Regions from separate parts of the Anas platyrhynchos genome. Here region 1 is linked to region 2. Evidence: chromatin contacts called from public Hi-C data. All regions are on one chromosome and are shown on one strand. The core of a region is the stretch at or near the end of the contact, and the rest is flanking DNA. Distances in the headings are between cores, read along the strand shown. Region 1 overlaps EHMT1 (euchromatic histone lysine methyltransferase 1). Region 2 holds the start of EHMT1 (euchromatic histone lysine methyltransferase 1).

Region 1 (4,502 bases), core at 832-3,331, 76 kb after region 2:
TAAGAGCTCTGGAGGGACATAAAGCCAGCTTTCCCCTGGCAGCTGTAAGCCTTCTAACACAGAGGCGGTCTGGGATGGGTTCAGCTGCTCTGTGCTATGAATTGATGTTGTCTTTGTGGCTCATGTGCTTGGACAACTTCCAGAGTGAAAAGGACCTAGGTGATGTCAGCCCTCATGTGAATGGGGAAAGCATAGATGTAGACTCTGAAGAGGAAGACTCTGATGAGTTAGAAGAGGAGGATGATCACGGAGCAGAACAGGCAGCTGCATTTCCTGCAGATGATAACAGGACCTCTAAAGACAGCGCGTCTGACGCAGACAATGCCAGAAAGGTATTCACATGCCCCGTGCAGGACTTAGAGCGGGACGGGACACTGCTTACACCCCTGGGATAGGAGTGGCGTCAGTTGAGGCAATTTCTAGGATTTTCTAGTCTGCAAGGTGGCAGAAAGCACAGCGGTGGAAGTGAGGCTTTTGATGACCACTTCCTGCTCCCTCTTTCCCCCGTGAGTCTCCTCACCTGCCCTCCTGTTTCAGCCTTGCTATGTAATGCTCTGTGGTCTAGTGCATGTGCAGGACCCCACGACGTTTAGTTATGTTCCTCACCAAACCAGTAAGAGATGTCTTCCTACCCTTGCTTGTTACAGGCTGGTAAAGCACTAAAATTAGTTTAGTTAACTTCTCCCAAATCACGCTGCGTAGCGTAGGTACGAGGCTGTTTCTGGCTAATCAGAGAAATTGAGATTTGGTTCGGAAACTTTCTTCTGGAGTTGAATGTTTTTTGTTTGGTTTTGTTTTTCTCTTGTACCATCCTGATGGGTGAACCATGTTGTGCATTAACAGCCTTGGAGGTCTTGTCCTGGAGAGGAAACGGCGTTAGTGCACACATGGGCAGCTGGGTGCTGGGGGGTGCGGTGCTCTGGGAGGCCTGGCGTGACTGACTCTTTCTCTTCTTGGGCTGGTGGCTGCAGATGGATGATGGCGAGTCCGAGGAGGAGCAAGAGTCTGGAGAGTCTGTGGAGGAGGAGGAAGATGGAGATGAGTCTGACTTGGTAAGCCCGGCTGCTAAATGCACCTGAAAGCCTTTGTCCTGCTGATAATAATTTCCCCTTTGCACTGCTGCCAGAAAGAGAGAGAAGCAGTGCAGTTTCAGGTCTCTTTGACAAAACTCGCTCGCAGGAGCCGCCCACACACAGAGTATTGTTTTCCACAAGGTGCTTAACCATGATCTGTGATACAATTAATTGCTTTCTGATGCTAATTAATGGGCTTTTGTTTGTTGTTTTCAACAAGGTGTTGACTGCTTTTTATGTTCGAATATTAGTAGAAATATTTAAGTGTCCTTGAATTCTTTGGAGGCAGACTTGGCACGTGGTGCGAGCCAGCAGTGTTTTCTTAACAAGCTGAAGCTCAGCCTGCATTGTCAGAGTCCAGGTGGAGTTGTTCACGAATCTGTTGGGCCAGCCACTGTCCAAATTCACATCTATTTGACGTGTCACCTCACTACCATGTGAGCTGGCAGCCCTTACCGGGGAGATGTACAAACAGCACACAGACAGTGCTAAAGCAAGATTTTCACCAGCTGTTGGTGATTTTTACTTTTAGTTTTTCAGATGGCTGGTGAAGGTAACCTGATACTTTCTTGTTTTTGAAATTGCTGTTCACTGGTTGTCTCCCCGCCCTCCCTTTTACTTTAAAAATTGTGCTCCCTTTTCACAGCATCTCAAGTTGAGGAGCCAGCATTTAAGGCACCCCACTTCAGTCACCTTGAGAAAATTACTGACTTCATTGTCTTGATGGTTTGAGCTGAAGGTAGAAGTAACTAAACCAAATCAATTGTTGAAACTCTGAAGAATCTTGTTCCTTCTCTGGCACTACAAGAGCCAGAGAGGACTAGGCAGGAAGGACTGCGTGGCCTGTGCCTTTCACGGGGCAGCCAAGGCACGTTTGCAGTGCTGGCTCAAGCCAAGGGTTGAGTTTACATTCAAGTCTGAACACCCAACTCATATCTACACATCCTAGACCGTGGTTTTTGCTGTGCTCATATCTGGTGAGTCAGTCAGCAACCCAGACAGGGACTGGCTCAAACGCAAACCTCTCACCCACGAGCGCTGTGACGCAACTGCTGGAAGCCACGTGGCGAGGCAGAGGCGAGCCCGTGCTCGGGCACAGTTATCCTCAGGGCAGTGCAGACAGCGCCGCGGAGCTGCCCGGGAGCCAGCACTCAGCACCACCTTTGCCCGGCTGTGCTCAGGGTGCAGCACCCGCTTCCTGTTGAAGCTAGGCCATGAAGGTAGGGCCTGATCCAGCCTCTCTTGAAGGCAGCAGCAGCTTTTTTATAGGCTTCAGTGGGTGACGGTTAGCCCTCAGGAGCCGGCAGTTTCAGTCTGAACACGGTTGTTATGGCTGGAGCTTTGAACACCGGGTTACAGGGTTGGGGTGCCCGGTTCCCTGTTCTGATGTTGACTTTGAAAACCCACCCCAGGCACCTGTATTTTCTGCATCTAAAACAAACATACAAAAACCCTAAACCCTGTCTAGATTCATACATGCCTGAAGGTTGCTGCGTGGTCAGGCTGTGCTGACGTGACACCCAGTACCTTGCTCAGGGAGGGGGCCTGTCTGCTGTTGTAGGGTTAAACTCCCCAGGGTCTGTCCCAACCCTGTTAAGCTGGCTCTTTTAGGTACAAGACAGCTTTGTGTTTTTTCCTAGCACGACTTTGGAGCTATGTGAATATTTTAGTTTGAAAAAAACTTTTCTGGGGAGAAGCTAAAAGTGTGTGTGTAACTGCACACTTACCCTGCTGCACAGAGGTGCTCGGCTACTCCTGTGATGAGTGTGGCGTAAGAGCCTACATGGAAGAGAAAGTGAAGCACGCACTATTGAAATGACAGGAAATACACCCACACGTGTGCTTGTGTTTCCTTTTTGGCGCTATAAAGGCATCTTTGCACCACTTGATTTCAAACCCCCAGTCCCGAAGGCCTTTTCACACAACTCAGGCTGTGTGGGGCTCTTCCACATGGGCGCAAAGGACTGCGGGGGTGCTGGTACCAACATGCCTGACATGCCCGTGGCCTCTCTGGTTATTCAGAGCTCGGAGTCCAGCATCAAGAAGAAGCTGCTGAAGAGGAAAGGAAAGACGGACAGCCCATGGCTGAAACCCACCCGCAAGAGGAGACGGAGGAATAAAAAGAAACAAGCCAGTGTGCTAGGTAACTGATTGTGTTTTCTTCTTTAATTGCACAGAAGGTAGCCTTCCAGGGGGTAAGGACCCAAGGCCCAAAAGGCAGGGGCTGTAGGCAGAGCTCTTTGATCCTTTTGAGGGTAGGCTGCATGGTGAACCGGGGTCTGAGCTTGTATCTCACTACGCTCACGTGAGGCTCACGTCCACACTTTTTACAGCAGTTTAGCTATGAGGCAACTTCATCATTGGCATGCTGGATAAATGTCTTTTTGTTCATGTGCTCCCCTTATTTCAGAACATCAAACAAAGACCGCGTGGTTCATGTAAACTGTGACCTTGGGGGGCTTGGTTAGATGCAGAAGGAAGGGGAAGAGCCGTCCCAGAGTGATGCTCTGTTGCTTTTTGTGGATGTTTGTCCAGCTGAATGCAGTGTGCAGGCTGTTGCTTATTCTGAAAGCACCACACCGTGTAATTTAGCAACCTTTGGCACATCTCATGGTGCGGACGTAGTGCAGGCGGCCGTTCTGGTTTGACCTGGCACTCACAAGTTACCCAGCACTCCAGAGAAGTTTTCAGTGCCCTTTGTCTTCTGAAAGCTGTGGGATGGGGAGAGTGGGGAAGCAGGCTGGATCTGATTCTTCATCTTCAGGAAAAGTAACAAGACAGGTTTTAAAAAGAAAAAGTTCATTCTCTGAAGTGAAGTTGTGCCTTCAGCATCTTTATTAAGGCTTCACACATCCATAGCCATCAAAGAGTTTATTCCGTGTTTGTTAATTCTTTGCAAACAGGCCACTTTTTATAGTTAAATTTGTTGGTGCCTCTTTTCTAAATGACCACGTTTCAGCCTCTGGGCTGTGCCTAGCGTTTGTCACTCATCTGACGTGCTCCTGTTCCTCCCGAGGCAAACCCCTTCTAAAAAGGAAGCGGGGCCATTGATCCCTTTCACAGCAAATAGCGAATTCTTCATTTCAGATGCAGACTGGTTTTCCGCCCCTTAAATAAAGGTGGCAGCCAGGCTTTCAGGCTAACACAAGTCTCTTGGCCAAGCCTGAGTGGGAGAAGCAAACCAGGAGAGAGAGCTGAAGCCAAGGGAATGCGAAGAGATGACAATTCCCACGAAGGCTGCGAGGGATCCCCCACGCGATCCCCTTCCAGCAGCCACTTTGTTCGCTTAGAGCCAGGACTTGGCTTTGATGTTTTCCCCTCCCATGAAGCTGAATGTCACCTGCCTCGTCCTCCTCACCCCGCGCGTTGTTAGCCGGCTCGCTCTGCCTGGCCGGAGTGTACCTGGAGCCTTCGCAGCAGGTTGGAGAC
Region 2 (4,922 bases), core at 1,179-3,678:
AGTCCTCCTCCTCCTAAAGCTACCCGCAGTTGTGACCCCAGGGTGCTGTGGCAGCAGAGACCTCAGGGTTTGAGTACTTCGAGCAGTACTTTTGGGGGCAGAAAAGCGATGGATGGGTCTATGTGCCCCTCTGGAAGGGGTGAGAGCTCCGTCCCTCCTGTCCTCTGCCTTGCTGCTGCCCCTTCTCTGCAGCCTCTCTGGTTTCAACCTCTGGGGAGCTCCTGTAGGCCCCTCATTCCCAATTCCTCTTTCTGAAGAGGAGTTGGGAATTTCTTTTTTCTACAACAAAGACCAAAAAAAACCTGGCTTCTGAACCCAGCTCTGGGTAGGAAACGTTAGTATGTAGGAATTCATTTAAATTCCTGGCTCAATTTTTAAAGCAATTGTTTGTTCGGCTTGTTCAAAATGGGGAGGGGAAATGGTGGGGTGTGAGCAAAGCTGGTGAGACAATTGTTTCCAAACTCAGCATTCAATGGAAAATACCAAAAATATCATCACCCCCTTTCTACTGCTGCTGCTTTTTTGTCCGGCATGTCTTTGTCCTTGTCCCGCTCTCCACACGTGCAGCCTCCATAGCTGCGGCTTCCTCCTCGCTGCTTGTGTCCCACCAAGCTCCGCTTTGGCACCTGCTGCTGCTTCCCCACCTGCGTGCCGTGGGGAGGCCGCAGCCTCTGCCCTGCTCCCATCCATCTTCATCAAGCTGTGGGCTGGCTGCGGGCGCTTCCCCCAGCACGCTGCAGCTCCGCTGCCTCCCTTTGTCTGCAGCCTCTCGGCCGGCTCCCGTCCTGCCGGGGCTGCGATTCACGGGGTGCACCAAGGAGCCGGGTGGGCCTGCAGCGCTGGGAGGGCCACAAGGGCTTCGCCTCGACACCTCCTCCAGTTCTTTTTGGTGGACGTTGGCTTCTTTTTTAGCTTTCCGCTGAACTTTCGGGAGTTTTGTAAAAATCTTTTCTGCTTGTGCCTGGGGAAGGAAGTTTTCTCAGACGCAAGATGAGGGGTGCTCTGGGGCTGTTTGGTTTTTAATCCTGTGTTTTAATATACAGAAATACAAATAGACAGAAATTCTGTATTTTAATACATTTCCAGCTGTGTGCAACAGGACCACGTCCCATCCCTCCTCTCTGGAGGGACTGGTGGGGTCAAACGCTGAACGCAGGCGCCCGTCCTTGTCTGGCACCAGTGGCTGTGGTTCCCGGCTCTCGGGGCTCTCCTCACAGCTCTCGGTTTTTGCCAAATTCATTTTTGTTCCGGGGTTTTTAACCACCGAATGTAAAGGGCAGAAAACATAAATAAAGTTCTCCTTTTGTAAGGCCGCGTCTGCCGTTCCTGAGGGGTGGGGGTGGGATTGTGCCGGGCCTTTTGGGGGCCCCGCTCGCACCTCAGGGGCTCGGGGCCCCCTCCCCAGCCCCGGGCCGGGCTCCCCCCGCCGCCCCCCTCGCTGCAGGCGCCTCGCGGCCGGGCGGGGGCAGCAGCGGCCGGCACCGGGCGGAGCTCGGGGGCTGGGCCCCGGTGTGAGGCATTGGGGGGGCCGTGGCCGTGAGGGGACAGGGCCACGGGGACACGGCCACCCCCGCCACCCCGGGAAGGGACACGGTGCCCAAGGAGCCGCTCCCCGGGGGTGATGGCGGTGTCTGGCTGTGGGAATCGCTAATAATGCTCAGCCCCCCCCTGTGCTGCCCAGGGCCGAGGGGTTTGTCCCTGTGTCCCCAAGTCCCCCCCCCCGTGCTGAGCGCTCTGTTCCCACCTGGGCCGTTATCTTCACGAGGGTGAGGGTGAGAGGTGTCCCCGCTTGCCCCGGTGGGGGTCAGGATGTGCTGGGGACCCGCTGGCAGCGCTGGAGCCCCCGCCTTGGACACGGCACCTGTGGGGCGGCCGCATTGCTCCCCTCCTGTCTGTGCCCACCAGACGGTGCCAGCACCTGGTGGTTGAGATCAGCATCCCCGTCCCTGTCCCTGTCCTGTTCTGTCCCCATCCCATCCCCACCTCACCCCCCCCGTTCCTGTCCCTGTCTCCATCCCACCCTGTCCCCATCCTACCCCCGTTCCTGCCCGTGTCCCCATCCTGTCCCCATCCCATCCTGCCCCCATTTCACCCCAATTGCCGCCCCCCCATCCTGCCCCCCTCTCCCACATCCCCACCCCACTCCCGTTCCTGTCCCTGTCCCATTCTGTCCCCATCCTACCCCATTCCTGTGTCCCCATCCTGTCCCCATCCCATCCTGTCCCCATCTCACCCCAATTGCTCTCCCTCCGTCCTGTCCCCCTCCCCCCATCCCCACCCTGTTGCTGTCCCTGTCCCCATCCTCTCCCTGTCCCATCTTGTCCCCATCCTGTCCCCATTACTCCCCCCCATCCCACCCCCATTACTCTCCGTACGGCCCCCTCCCTATGGGCGCCGCCATGTTGCCGTACGGCAAAACCTCCACGCTGGGGGCCGCCATGATGCGCCGCGCATGCGCCCTGCGCACGGAGCGCCTCCATTGAGAAGAACGAGGGGAGAGGGGCGGAGCCGGGGCGCGGGGGCGGGGCTACGCTCCGGGGCTCCGGCCATGGCCACAGCGGATGCCGAGGTGAGTGCGGGCGGCGGCGTCCATCTGCCGGGCGGGGGGGGGGGGGGGGTGTGAAGGGAAGGCGGCCGGGGCTGGGTGGTGGTGAGGGGGGTGGGGGGGGGGGGGGCGCAGTGGTACGGCCCGGTGCCGGCCGCTTGGTGCCGCGGGCCGGGAGGGGGCCGTGCCCCCGCCGCGCCGTGGTTGGGTCCGGCCCCTGCGGGGGGAAGAATGGGGGCGCCGCTGCCATTGTGTGCGGGGGGGGCCCGGGACTCTGTATAAGTCACACCCCTCCGCGGCCCGGCCGGTGGTATGCGCCATGCAGGGTCCGGGGTTCCCCCCCCCCCCTCACATACAGGCGGCTGCGGGGAGCGGCTCCGGCGTTATCCAGGTTCCGGGGCCTCCCCCCCCCCCTTCCATACAAGCGGCGGGGCTCGGGGCGGCGCCATTCAGGGTCCGGGGCCCGGCGGGGCGCTCGCTGCTGCTGCCCAGCGCCATGCAGGGCCCGGGGCCGAGCGGGGCGGGGGCAGCCGCTGCCATGCAGGGTCCGGGGCCCCGGCGCGGCCTCGGGGCGGGCGGCAGCGGCGGGGCCGGGGGGGCCGGGGGCAGCCCTGCTATGGGGGGGGGGGCTGGGGGCTGTGTGGGGCTGTAGGGGCTGAGCGGGGCCGCTCGCACAAAGCCCCGGGGCTGCCTCAGCGGGCACGGCCACGTGTCGGTGACACGGGCACGGCCACCCCCCGGCTGCCCCCGCCCGGCCCCGGCCCTGTCCCAACAGAAATCGGCCTCAGGGTGGGAGCACGGAGACGCCTCTGCTCCCACAGAGCGGGCGGGCACCGGGAGGGGGCCGCCAGGGGGGCCCTGGTGCTCCTGGGGGTGTCCTGGGACGTGGTGCCCGGGGACAGGGTCAGGGGGTGATGGTGGGGGGGGGTCACCACACACCGTGCCCAAAGGGCCGTGCTGGGGCTGCTATGGGGACGCTGTGTGACCCATAGAGCAGCAAGGTTCCCCGTGTCTGAGTGCTGTCCGAGCCTTTCCTCCTTCTGCTCCCTGTTCCGTCACATCCACACCGCAGGGCCTGCTCCCGCTGCCTGGCTTTGGGCTGTGCCAACGGCCGGGTGCTGTGGTGAAATAACAAGCCCACAGGTGGTCCCCTGGCTCCATGGCCTGGTGTTGCCTTCAGCTCCCTTCAGCTGTTGCAGGGCGATGCACGGCCCGCAGCTCCGCAGCTCCTCGTGCCCAGGTTTGGCCGTGAAACGCAGCCACACAGCTCCTGTTAGGGGGCTTCCCCCAGCAGTCCCACCTGGGCCTGCCCTGTGGGGAGCGTTAGGAAGCGTTGCTCTTAGGGCCGGGCTTAATACCCACAGATGTTGCCGTGGATTACAGGGAGGGAACGGTGACTACTTTGGAGTTTAATTCCTCCCCTCCCCCTTACGCTGAGTTAAATCTGGGGCCAGCTCTGGCTTTGCTTGTACCCCTCTGAGGCCAGAGGGTGGAAGCTGGGGGCTGTAAATGCAGCTGGGATGTGGAGCCTGCACTGGGTGCTCTGCACAAGGGCTGGCATCCCACGGCTGCAGTGTGAGACGGAGCAGAAGCGAGGGGCTGTTTGACTCGGTAGCAAGGGGCACAGCGGTGCAGTCCTGGGGGAAGGCGTGAGCCTGGAGCTGGGGGGCTCTGGGGGGCTGGAAAGGCCCCACCGTGTGCCTGCAGCGAGCTCCCACGCCAGCCTCTGCAGGAAGAGCTCCGGCAGCCCGTGGGCTGAAGATAAAACCTTGCGGGACAGAGCAGCTCCTGGCCAAACTGTGAGGCTGGTGCATGAGGGAGAAGCTGTGCAAGCACCAAGGCTTCACCTGCTCTCAGAGGGGAGCCACGGTGGTGGTGCCTTCTGGCCGCCTCGCGGCTGAGCTGCAGTCACTGAGCGCCCCGCTGCAGAGACGGGTTGTGCTGCTGGCTTCCTTTGGCAGGTCCCTCGTATCCCGTCTGCTCTGGTGCTTTTACGTGTTTTAGACCTACTGTGAATGCAGGGCTAAAATTCAAGTTTGAGGGACTGAGTTTACCTCGCTCAGCAAGTTTTAGGATAGCAGAAGTTCACCGAGTTTGACGCTGCTACTCCAGTTCCCATCAGTTCTGGTGTAAAGAGAATCATCTGCCTGTGTGTTTCCCGAAACGATCATTCGGTGTGAGCTTGAAAACACAGATTTCAAGCCACGATGTTTTTCCTCAGGCTCATGCTCACCTCAGGAAGGCTGGTGCCTGCATGCTGAGCAGGAAGCAAGGTGTGCGTGTGGCTTTGAATGAAGTGGTTCTCCTCAGAAGTTACACTGCATTTTTCATCATTTTTTTTTCCTGTTCAGATCTGTAACATCTTTTTTTTTCTGGA

Evidence for each region. A called contact is a pair of places that touch in the nucleus more often than the background predicts.
Region 1: a Hi-C map of skeletal muscle shows a contact between it and region 2, with 2.2 times the contacts expected there. The contact joins the enhancer-like site here to the promoter of EHMT1 in region 2. A contact is called at or near these places in 2 of 8 Hi-C or Micro-C datasets (skeletal muscle and subcutaneous adipose tissue).

The regions. Positions count from the first base shown.
Region 1 is chr18:4,889,655-4,894,156 of IASCAAS_PekinDuck_T2T, forward strand. It overlaps EHMT1 (euchromatic histone lysine methyltransferase 1), which reads left to right. Exons shown (of 25, transcript XM_072025447.1): 6 at 972-1,052; 7 at 3,096-3,216. Among named protein-coding and RNA genes, the nearest start is that of EHMT1, 76 kb to the left of the region's middle. Within about 2 kb of position 2,082, at least 8 of the 8 cell types and tissues checked have an H3K27ac peak or open chromatin away from gene starts, as enhancers often do. A contact at or near this core is called in subcutaneous adipose tissue, where this site is marked.
Region 2 is chr18:4,813,033-4,817,954 of IASCAAS_PekinDuck_T2T, forward strand. EHMT1 (euchromatic histone lysine methyltransferase 1) reads left to right here and starts at 2,429. Exons shown (of 25, transcript XM_072025447.1): 1 at 2,429-2,569. The coding sequence starts at 2,453. It overlaps LOC119713115 (a long non-coding RNA gene), which reads right to left and starts at 2,501. Exons shown (of 3, transcript XR_011804037.1): 1 at 2,412-2,501; 2 at 1,745-1,918; 3 at 469-1,326.